Linked DNA regions of Rattus norvegicus: regions 1 and 2 are each linked to region 3. A link is a contact called in public Hi-C data. All regions are on one chromosome and are shown on one strand. Each heading gives the region's core, a stretch centred on a gene start, on an enhancer-like site or on the middle of the called end of the contact. The rest is flanking DNA. Distances are from core to core; before and after follow the strand shown. Region 1 overlaps Bach1 (BTB domain and CNC homolog 1). Region 2 has its middle 58 kb from the start of Bach1. Region 3 overlaps Map3k7cl (MAP3K7 C-terminal like).

Region 1 (3,002 bases), core at 247-2,746, 150 kb before region 3:
TATGTATATATGTATGCATACATGTGTGTATGTATATATGCCTGTGTATATGCACACATACACACACACACACAAATTCTTTTGTAACATGGGATACATTATCACACAGTGAGCACTCTCTCCCAGGCAAACTGAGTGGACTTTTCGAAGTTTCTAGAAAATAGTTCCAATTTAATTTTCTCTTCCAAAATGAAACACATACTACCCTCCCTCCCTTGCTGCACCCCAAGGGAAAAGGGCAATATCTGCTAACTATGAAATCATGAAATATTGCTGCTGGTCCCCGTATCTTCTCATGGCAAAATCAGCTTGCCACTGACTGGATACCACTCAGGGTAGTGTGCACTCTCCCTCTCCGCCCGACCCTCCCTTCCTCCATCCCTCCGCCCTTCAGTAGATGCAGCATGCAGTGAAGTGTCTCTCTCTGGTATGTGACCCAGAGAGATGCCATCCTATGGACTGTTCCCCTGACAAAGGACTCTACAAGCGCTCCCAGGAGCGACCAGGACTCCTCTGTCAGAGACGTCTGATGCAAAGCGGATTCAGGCTCTCCCCTGATTGAGGACAGACCCTCCCCCAAGTCCTAATGAGATCCTATGTGCCCTAGGCATATAAAGTCTCAGTTCAATGATCTGTTTTGACTACAAACTCCCTCGTGAGTTCAGGACTAGTTGTCCCACAGCTCGGTGTTGAGAATATCTCCAGTTTTAAGGCATCTCACATTCCTTGACGAGGGATATTGAACCTGTATAAACAAGGCTTTGTTTCCACTGCTGAGGTCTACAGAGTGAGGTCCCAGAATGGCTAAGAATCACTGTAAAATGTTACGGGGGGTAACAGATTATTATCTGTTCAGATTATTATCAATTCAATTTCTACCAACATTAAATAAACACAAGATTGATCTTTCAATGCCCAAGTCAAACTGGGGTATGTGCCTTTACACCGTACGAAGTGTGGGAATAGGAAAAACAATAAAAGGATTAAATCTGGTTCTCAAGTGCAAACCCACAATGGACCAAGACGGAATTTTAACGTTTCAAATGCCAGCAGAGCCTCAGGGCCATGTCTGCCTCCAAACTCAGCTTTTTTACACACCACAGTCTTCACAGGATGCCAATAAGCCGCTCTTCCGGTCAATGTGGACATTTCCCTCTCCTTGACCCCAGTGCCCTCGTGGTCATCAGTGACCTGCAATGAGATGACCGACATCCTCATGCAGCTCTCTCCAGGGAGAGGCAGTGACGGTTCTGGCCAGATCATGCACACTAGGGCTGCTTCAGCCTAAATCCCAACTTCTTCCTCCAGGGGACGAGAAAAGTCAGGGAACAGAAAGTTTCTAACAGCCTAGACAAGGTGGAGACTAAAGAGAGGAACAGAAGCGAGAGCAGGGAACGTTACACTTTCTAGTTTGTGCAACCAAAACTCCTAGTCAATACTGAGGACAGCAGAGGCCTCCAGCTCAGGCCAGCTGCGGCCTTTGACTAGGTCCGGCCAGGGCAGCCTGAGTCACCAGGTCCAGCCCATGCTGGACTTTGGTAGGAGCTGAGGAGCAGAGTGTTGGAGTTCAAAGGTGATTTCTTTTCCACATTACAGCTCTGCACTGCTGGGGAGATCCCCACTGTATGGCTTAGGGGGACTCTTTTTTCTGAGCAGGAGGACTGCATGCAGATGCTTTGAGCTGTTGAGATGGACACTGTGGCTTCTATTGCTGTAGTTACTTTGAACACTAGGAAATTATTACCTGGTCACACACAATTTCCCATCATTCAAGAGATAGAGCATGTCATGTCTCCTATGAAAACCAAGGAGAACTCAGGGTCACCTTAAAGAGAAATTCCCTCAATAGAAAGCTACCAGGAGGAAGCAGGGCTGCTAAGACACAGCCACACTAGGCTCTCAAGACAATGCCAGAGCGTCAGAGGGGAATCCGTGAGCTGAAGGACACTCCTGCGGCTTACTCATCAGTAGTACACTTGTCAGACATCTGCTGACAGAAGTCTGAGATCCCAGCACTCTGCCGACAGGGTTCCAACAGCGTGGCCTGCTCCGGGGTGGCTGTGGTGGTTGGCTGAGACTCCTGCACAAGCTCCTGGCGGGCCGCGGTGCTCCCTCGCCCACAGGGAGGTGGTGCAGTTGGAGGCATGTCAGACACACTGAAAACTGAAGTAAAAGGAAGCTCGCCGTCAGGAGTACTTTTTCCTTTCTCAGAAATTAAAAAAGAAAGCGGACAGTCTGAGGCTGAGTACTTGGCGAGGATCTGAATCTGCTCTGGACTCAGTGCGGCTTCCTTGCACACTTGTTGACAAAGTCCGGTAAGGTTCTGCTTTGTCTCCCCGAGCGTTGACAAAATGTGATCTCGCTCCTTCAGCAAGCTCTCCTTTTCATTTTGCTGTGCAGAGAGGAGAGAGCACAATGGTGTTTATTGTGTCCACCGACATCTCTAAGGCAATCAAGCACTCAGTCTACAATGTCTTCTTCAGTAAGATCATGCTGAATGCTGCCTTTCAATCAACTCCAACACACACCCGTGTCAACTCAACAAGCACACTTGCAATGTTTGCTGCAGCACTACTCACGATCTGTAAGTCGGGGACCGACCCAGGCGCCCAACTACAGAGGAAGGGGTGACCTGCATCAGTACGTAATGGAATCTTTTCCACCATTAAAGAAAATGCGGTTATGTTTGCAGGAAAACAGACACGACTGAAGCTTACAATACTTGAATTAAGGTAGGATTTGAAACACCAATGTTTTCTCTTGTATGTGGGTCCTAGATTTTTAGAATCATACAAACCACATATGATATGAAAGCAGAAACAAGTCTAGAGGAACAGAGAAGACTAAAGGGAGTGGAAGGTAAGAAAGGGGATGCAGACTTCTCAGTGTACAAATGTGCTTGTATGACAGTGTCCTCATGTAATGTAGTATTATACACTACTCCACGCACAGAGTACCCATGTGTCCTCACGTAATGTAGTATTATACACTACTCCACGCAC
Region 2 (2,999 bases), core at 413-2,912, 170 kb before region 3:
TGTCGTTAATTGCTTTAGAAACCTCCACAGTGGCTGCACCAGCTCACACCCCCATTGGCAGTCCTTTTTGCACATCCTCAGCCAGGATTTGTAGCCCTTTGTTTGCTTAATGACACCATCCTGAGTTGAGACAATGTCACAGAGCAGAAATAATTTGCATTTTCCTGTAGATTAAAAGCATTGACCATATTTTATGTATTTATTGGCCATTGGTAACTCTTTGAGAACTGTTTATTAAATGGATTGATCGGTCCACTTATTGATGGTTTTGTTGTTTAATTTTTGCAATTCTTTATGTAATCTAGCTATTTTTTAACTACTTTTAGATTTATGTAATTTTGTGCCCGAGAGTTTTACCTTCACCTATGTCTCTGTAGTACATGTGTGCCCAGTGCTCACAGAGGTCCCACAGAGGTCAGTAGAGGGAGGGAATTGGATCTCATGAAACTGGAGTTCCACACTGTGGTGAACCACTTCATTGGAAATGGCCACAAACTCGAGTCTTGTTTCCTAGGGTCACTTTGCTAGTGTTGAGTCTGGAGCAGTTGACGTCCACAACTGGCTTCACTCTTTCCCCTGTTTTACACACCAGGTCCCTCTGCTGCCCGGACTTCCTGTGCAGCCTGTGGGCTGGGCAGACTCCCCAGATCCTACTCTCTAAGGGTAACTAATGGTTTGCTGGGGAAGGGAGGCCTCTTCCACCCTGACTGAGGATATGAAAACCAGCAACGTAACTAAGATTGGTACCAGGAGGAGATCTATCTTTTCATTTCCAAGACTTGCTGAGTGTCCATCACCTGCTGAAGGGATGAGGGTAAGGTGGATGGCGCTAGAGGAGCCAAGTTCAGCATTGGAACGTGGGCTGTCAGGCTCCGTAGAGGTGAAAGGCAGATTGATAATTCCCGAGACTGAGCCTCCGATGAACACAGGCTCAGAGCGACTCCAGGGTTTTTCTCGGTCGATGAGGTCTTTGCCCAACCTTGTGATTCCCTACCTGTGCTGGGCCTCCTGCAACCTGCCGCCTTCAGCTGGGCCTTCTCTCACACATGCTAAGATGAGGAGGCTCGCTGCGTTCTGGCTGTTCTCTCTTCTCAACCTCTTCTCCTTTCACCCCCGCTAGGTCAGTTTTTAACAACTTGACCTCTCAAGCCAGGAAGATGACCAGCCACTGCCATCTAGATCTTAAGGAGTGACAAGGGCTTTGTCTCCAGTGCTGAACCATCTCCCTGATCTGCCACTAGAGGTGAGGTGGGTGGGACTGTCCTGGGGACTGTCTTATCTCGCCTAACTTTCCTTACAGCTTCAGGTTTGTCCTCCTGCCAGCACACTTCACAGCTCACCACACTGTCATGTCTTTCCCTCCACGTTTAAGGATTCTTGCATTGCCTCATGTGATTAGTGAATCTCCCTGTTCTCCTCTGCAAAGTGGTAGTCGGGGAGGTGACACCCACTATCGTCCTGCCCTGTCCTCAGCCACCGCTGGTCTCCTTCGCCCACCCTGTAAGAGCACAGCACAGCGTCACAAGTAGGAGCTGCCAGACCCAGTGTCTTCTGAAGTTTCACAAACAGCTTAACAATTTCACCGCAGTAGCAGTGCTGGGGTTTGCCATGAGCCAGTGGGAACAACGTGGCCGTGAGATCTGACAGAGCTGTTTCGACATCCAGATTGATGAGTCGGGGAATTCCTATGAAGCATTACACAGCATCCGAGAGCCTTTGCCCTGTTGAAGTTGCTTCTGTGAGTCAGATCGGATTCTTGCTGACCCAAGAGGCAAAGTAAATGTAGAGGAAGTTCTCCGCATTACCTGTCACGAACACCAATTTTGTTTGTCTTTAATTATCTGGGTAACTGCTCTGGTTCCTCTACTTGCCTTTACTGAGAGGCGGAACAGGGACAGACAGAGTATTCATGGAGGCTGCTTTCCCCCCACCCCCATCCCCTGGAGCTGAAGACCAAACCCAGGACCTTGCACACCTCGGAGCTGTTTTTCAAGTACAGCTTCTTTGGCCTGACCTCCCCACTCCCTAAAGCAATGGCTTAGTTATCTGTCCTTGCCTTGTGCCTATCAGCGTCTGGACTGCTGTAAAGTAATGAGGCCTTTCTAATTGATCTGTGTTGCTGCCCTCCTGGAATTAGGAGGGTTGTTTTTAATGCATCTTAAATAGTCAAATCTTCTTTTTAAAATATAACATGTAGATTAACTTCCTAATGTAAAAAACAGGAAAGTGGCTAAGACAGGGGTCTCCAGGATTTTCCAAGGGTACAATTCTACTCTTGAAGATAGTTTTTGACAACCACGTATAAATCAAGCCAGAGTTCATCAGATACACACACATTCACACATTCTCTCTCCTGTCTCTCTCTCCTCTCTCTCTCTCTCTCTCTCTCTCTCTCTCTCTCTCTCTCTCTCTCTCTCTCTCCCTCTCCACTGGTGTTTCTATGCCCATGGACAGCTGTCATTAAAGTCTCTGGACGTGATGGTTTGAAAACTTAAGAGGTGAAAGGTGAGTATAGGGCTGTTGAGTGAGTTAACAAACGTTTACATGGCAGAAGTGGCATTTCAGGGGAGTATGAACACACCATTTGGCATCAGCATGCAACCCCCAAGGGCAAGTTGAAGCCTACCCACCCAAAGGATCCGCAGATCTGCAGAAATCCCCTGCTGGGTGTCACTCAATAAAGGGTGCAGTCTTCTGAGTTCTGCCTCTTTGTATCTCGGGAAGTCCCACTATATAGTTCAGACATGTCAAATTATACCCCAATAACGAATGACCCCAACTCTCAATTGTTCACGACCACACAGGTTTATTAATTTCTTGAGGCGTTCTAGAGAAAGAGGTGGAAGCTTTATCTGTCATCAGCACGAAGAACCTGAGAAAATAGCTCATTGGACTGTGGTAACTGAGAAGTCCTGTGATCTTCCACATGCAAGTTGAAGACTCTTTGCATCCAGACCAAAGGCCGGAGATCCCGTGGAACCCGTGGCTTGTCTGGGCAC
Region 3 (3,040 bases), core at 518-3,017:
CTCTGTTGACTCCAGGAGAGCGACCTACTGATACCATCTCCCTCTCCAAACTTTGGGAGTGAATTTGGCTTGAACATCTGTTTTTGAAAATAATCTAAGGTAGAAGGGCTGGAGAGATGGCTCAGTGCTTAAGAGCACTGACTGATCTTCCAGAGATTCTGAGTTCAAATCCCAGCAGCCACATGGTGGCTCACAACCATCTGTTATGGGATCTGATGCCCTCTTCTGGTGTGTCTGAAGACAGTGACAGTGTACTTATATACATAAAGTAAATAAATCTTTTAAAAGAAGAAGAAAAGAATTGAGGGCAACAAATGTTTCTATGTAAACATAAAAAGTCTCTGTTGACAATTTCAGAAAGAGTTAAATACCGTGGCGAAATACAAACAAAAAGAGGGCTATTTTTACAGTCAAGTTTTACAAATAACGTAAGTGCCCTTTCCCACATTACAATGTTCCCTAGATAAACTACTGTTTTCTGTCATTGCTCTGTATCTTAATAAGACATAAACATGTGGGCCTTAGGGTGTTTGTGGCTTCCACATTCTTGTGCTTCACCAGAACTCACTAATGGTATTTGATCCTTTTACCCAATGATAAAAAGAAAACCTCTTAAAACTGGGCAACATATCAAAATAAATATTTCTCCAAGAAAACATAAAAATGTCCCAGAAGCACATGCCAAAGTTGTGCAATATCACAGACATCAGGGAAATATAAATCAAGACCACAATGACACAGCACTCTGTCCGCTAGTGTGGCATTCATCAGACCGGCAGAGCAAGCACTGACAGAAACATGCGACAATTAGAGCTGCTCACAAATGTCTACAGTGACATTCTTCAAATACTAAACAATGAGACTGACCCAAATGGACATTATCCAATGAAAGGTAAATAAGATGTGCACGATGGGATATGACCCACAAATTAAAAGAAGGAAGTCTCGGGGTGCAATGCCTGGGTGGACCCTGAAACACTGTGTTATAATAGTCTGAATCACATCGAAAACATATTACATGATTACGTCCATTTAAAAAAAAATGTCCAGCAACAAGCTGGTAGAGATAAGAAATAGGTATGTTTGCTAAAATGCCTAGCAAAGAGGGACAAGAAGAAGGCCAGCTCAAGACCACAAGATTTCCTTCCGGGCTGATGAAAATAGTCTCCACCCATGATGACAGTTCTTCAGCCCCACAAACACTGCAGAGCCCTGAATCATCAAACAGAAAATTTTCAGTTAGAAGTATCTTTTAATCTTTCATAACTTCTTCCTTTTCTGATGCTGCCAGTCTTCCCAGCATGGTTCATGTAAAGGTTGGAGAAATGTTTTCTCTACCAGACAAGACATAATCATGTCTGGGACTCAGCAACCTTTACCGCTGGTTGTGATTTAATCGTATATTTTAAATCATTCCTGACTGGCAACTGATGCTTGATCTCGAAAGCTATATGATGTACAAAAGGAGCTATCTATAGGGTATGAGAATTCCTATTAGAATTATCAAAAAGACATGACGTGCTATAATATATGCAATTACAAGGAGTACGATCAGAGGCAAACAGACTGAGATGGTTCGCCTAACGTAGAAACTAACTCTATCTATCACTAGTCATAAGCCAGAAATAAATGTAAATAAATGGGTTCTATCCCATGGTGGGAGGACTTGACTATCTTATCCACCCAACAGCCATGACCAGGGACATGTCTACAGGATCCTCCTCTGTGACTGTATGTTCTTCCAAACCTGACCCAGGGAGACCTCCTCTGGAGAGACAAGAAAAGTGCAGCCTCGAGTTCAAACATCAGGCTGTGCTTGAGCAATTACCAAACAGAAAACTTCCTTTTAAAGACACTTCCGAGTCTGTGTGTCCCACTTGCGCAAGCCAGTTGCCAAAGGCATCAACGTCAGACACAGTTTACAAAATGTTGGGAGAGAAATTCTCATCAGAATCATTTTTTTTAAATGGAATGCTAATTGCTTGGGTCAGATCCACGTGGCCTGATTTATCTCACTTGAAAACAAAGACTACTCAGAAAAATCCGTTCCAAAACGAACTACTGGTTTACTACAGGGTGATGAAAACCAATACAGTGGTTAGCGGTGGATGTCATACTGTGATGACTCCAACCACACGTGGTGATTGACAGCTTGTCTTGTAACCCCTACTGACATCAACTCCATGTTCAAATGCAAGACCATGGCAATCCAAACAGAATGTGTGTGTGCATAGGATATTAGTGCAACCTATAACGGGCTACCATAGATCAACCTTATTTGTATTTCACCTCCCTGTGTGAAATATAATCAGCTCCATTGTGAGTGATAAGGATACAAAGAGATGCTAAAGAAAGCGTGTGCCTATAAGAGCAGCAAAGAGTTGTAAAGGCAAGAAGATATTTAAACATGAGTACTGATAGCACTGGCCTCCTGAAAGTTCAAAGGACCATTCCAGTGGCTCCTCCATTGCTAAAGGAAAGATCTAATCACCCTGGGTGAGGACGTGAGATGGGTCTTCCTTGGGGAACTGTTGCCTGTGGAACAGGCACAGACAGGGTTCTGAGAAAGTGAGTAGGTCAATGCAGTTGAGGTGGAGCCAAGGTAGGAAGTTCTACAGAGGTTCCGAGGTTGTGAGATCCAGGCCAGAACTGGCTGTTGAGACTGGGAGTGTAGCTCTGTTGGGAGAGTGCTTGCCTAGCATGCAGAGGGTCTGGGTTTGATTCACAGCACTTCATAACAACACATGTCTCTGATCTCCACAGTAGGAGGTTGAAGCAGAATGATCAGGAGTTTAAGGTCATCCTTGGGGACATAGCACATTTGACTCCGATGGGAAATCCATAAGACTCTATCTCCAGAGAGAGAAGGGTCAGGAAGGAGAGAAAGAGGCGGGAGCTGCTATTAATTTTAAATAAACTTTAAAAAAACACCAGGGAGGAAAACAATTATAATAGTTCACCAAACAATATTTGAAGCAGAAAATCTTCAACCCAGATAGAAGAACTAGCAATGGAGAAAAGGGAGCTTGAGACAATATAT

The links. Hi-C and Micro-C count contacts between places; a contact is called where the count stands out from the background.
Region 1: a Hi-C map of liver shows a contact between it and region 3, with 4 times the contacts expected there. The contact joins two enhancer-like sites. A contact is called at or near these places in 2 of 12 Hi-C or Micro-C datasets (both in liver).
Region 2: a contact with region 3 is called in a Hi-C map of liver, with 6 times the contacts expected there. The contact joins two enhancer-like sites. A contact is called at or near these places in 10 of 12 Hi-C or Micro-C datasets (the A7r5 cell line, the Rat2 cell line, Schwann cells and 5 more).

Annotation. Positions count from the first base shown.
Region 1 is chr11:40,456,780-40,459,781 of GRCr8, reverse strand. Bach1 (BTB domain and CNC homolog 1) reads right to left here. Exons shown (of 5, transcript NM_001107113.1): 5 at 1,093-2,392. The coding sequence ends at 1,958. Among named protein-coding and RNA genes, the nearest start is that of Bach1, 33 kb to the right of the region's middle. Within about 2 kb of position 1,496, at least 16 of the 93 cell types and tissues checked have an H3K27ac peak or open chromatin away from gene starts, as enhancers often do. A contact at or near this core is called in liver, where this site is marked.
Region 2 is chr11:40,482,149-40,485,147 of GRCr8, reverse strand. No RefSeq gene overlaps it. Among named protein-coding and RNA genes, the nearest start is that of Bach1, 58 kb to the right of the region's middle. Within about 2 kb of position 1,662, at least 16 of the 93 cell types and tissues checked have an H3K27ac peak or open chromatin away from gene starts, as enhancers often do. A contact at or near this core is called in the A7r5 cell line, hepatocytes and liver, where this site is marked.
Region 3 is chr11:40,309,583-40,312,622 of GRCr8, reverse strand. All of the region lies in intron 4 of Map3k7cl (MAP3K7 C-terminal like), which reads right to left. Among named protein-coding and RNA genes, the nearest start is that of Map3k7cl, 34 kb to the right of the region's middle. Within about 2 kb of position 1,767, at least 15 of the 93 cell types and tissues checked have an H3K27ac peak or open chromatin away from gene starts, as enhancers often do. A contact at or near this core is called in the A7r5 cell line, hepatocytes and liver, where this site is marked.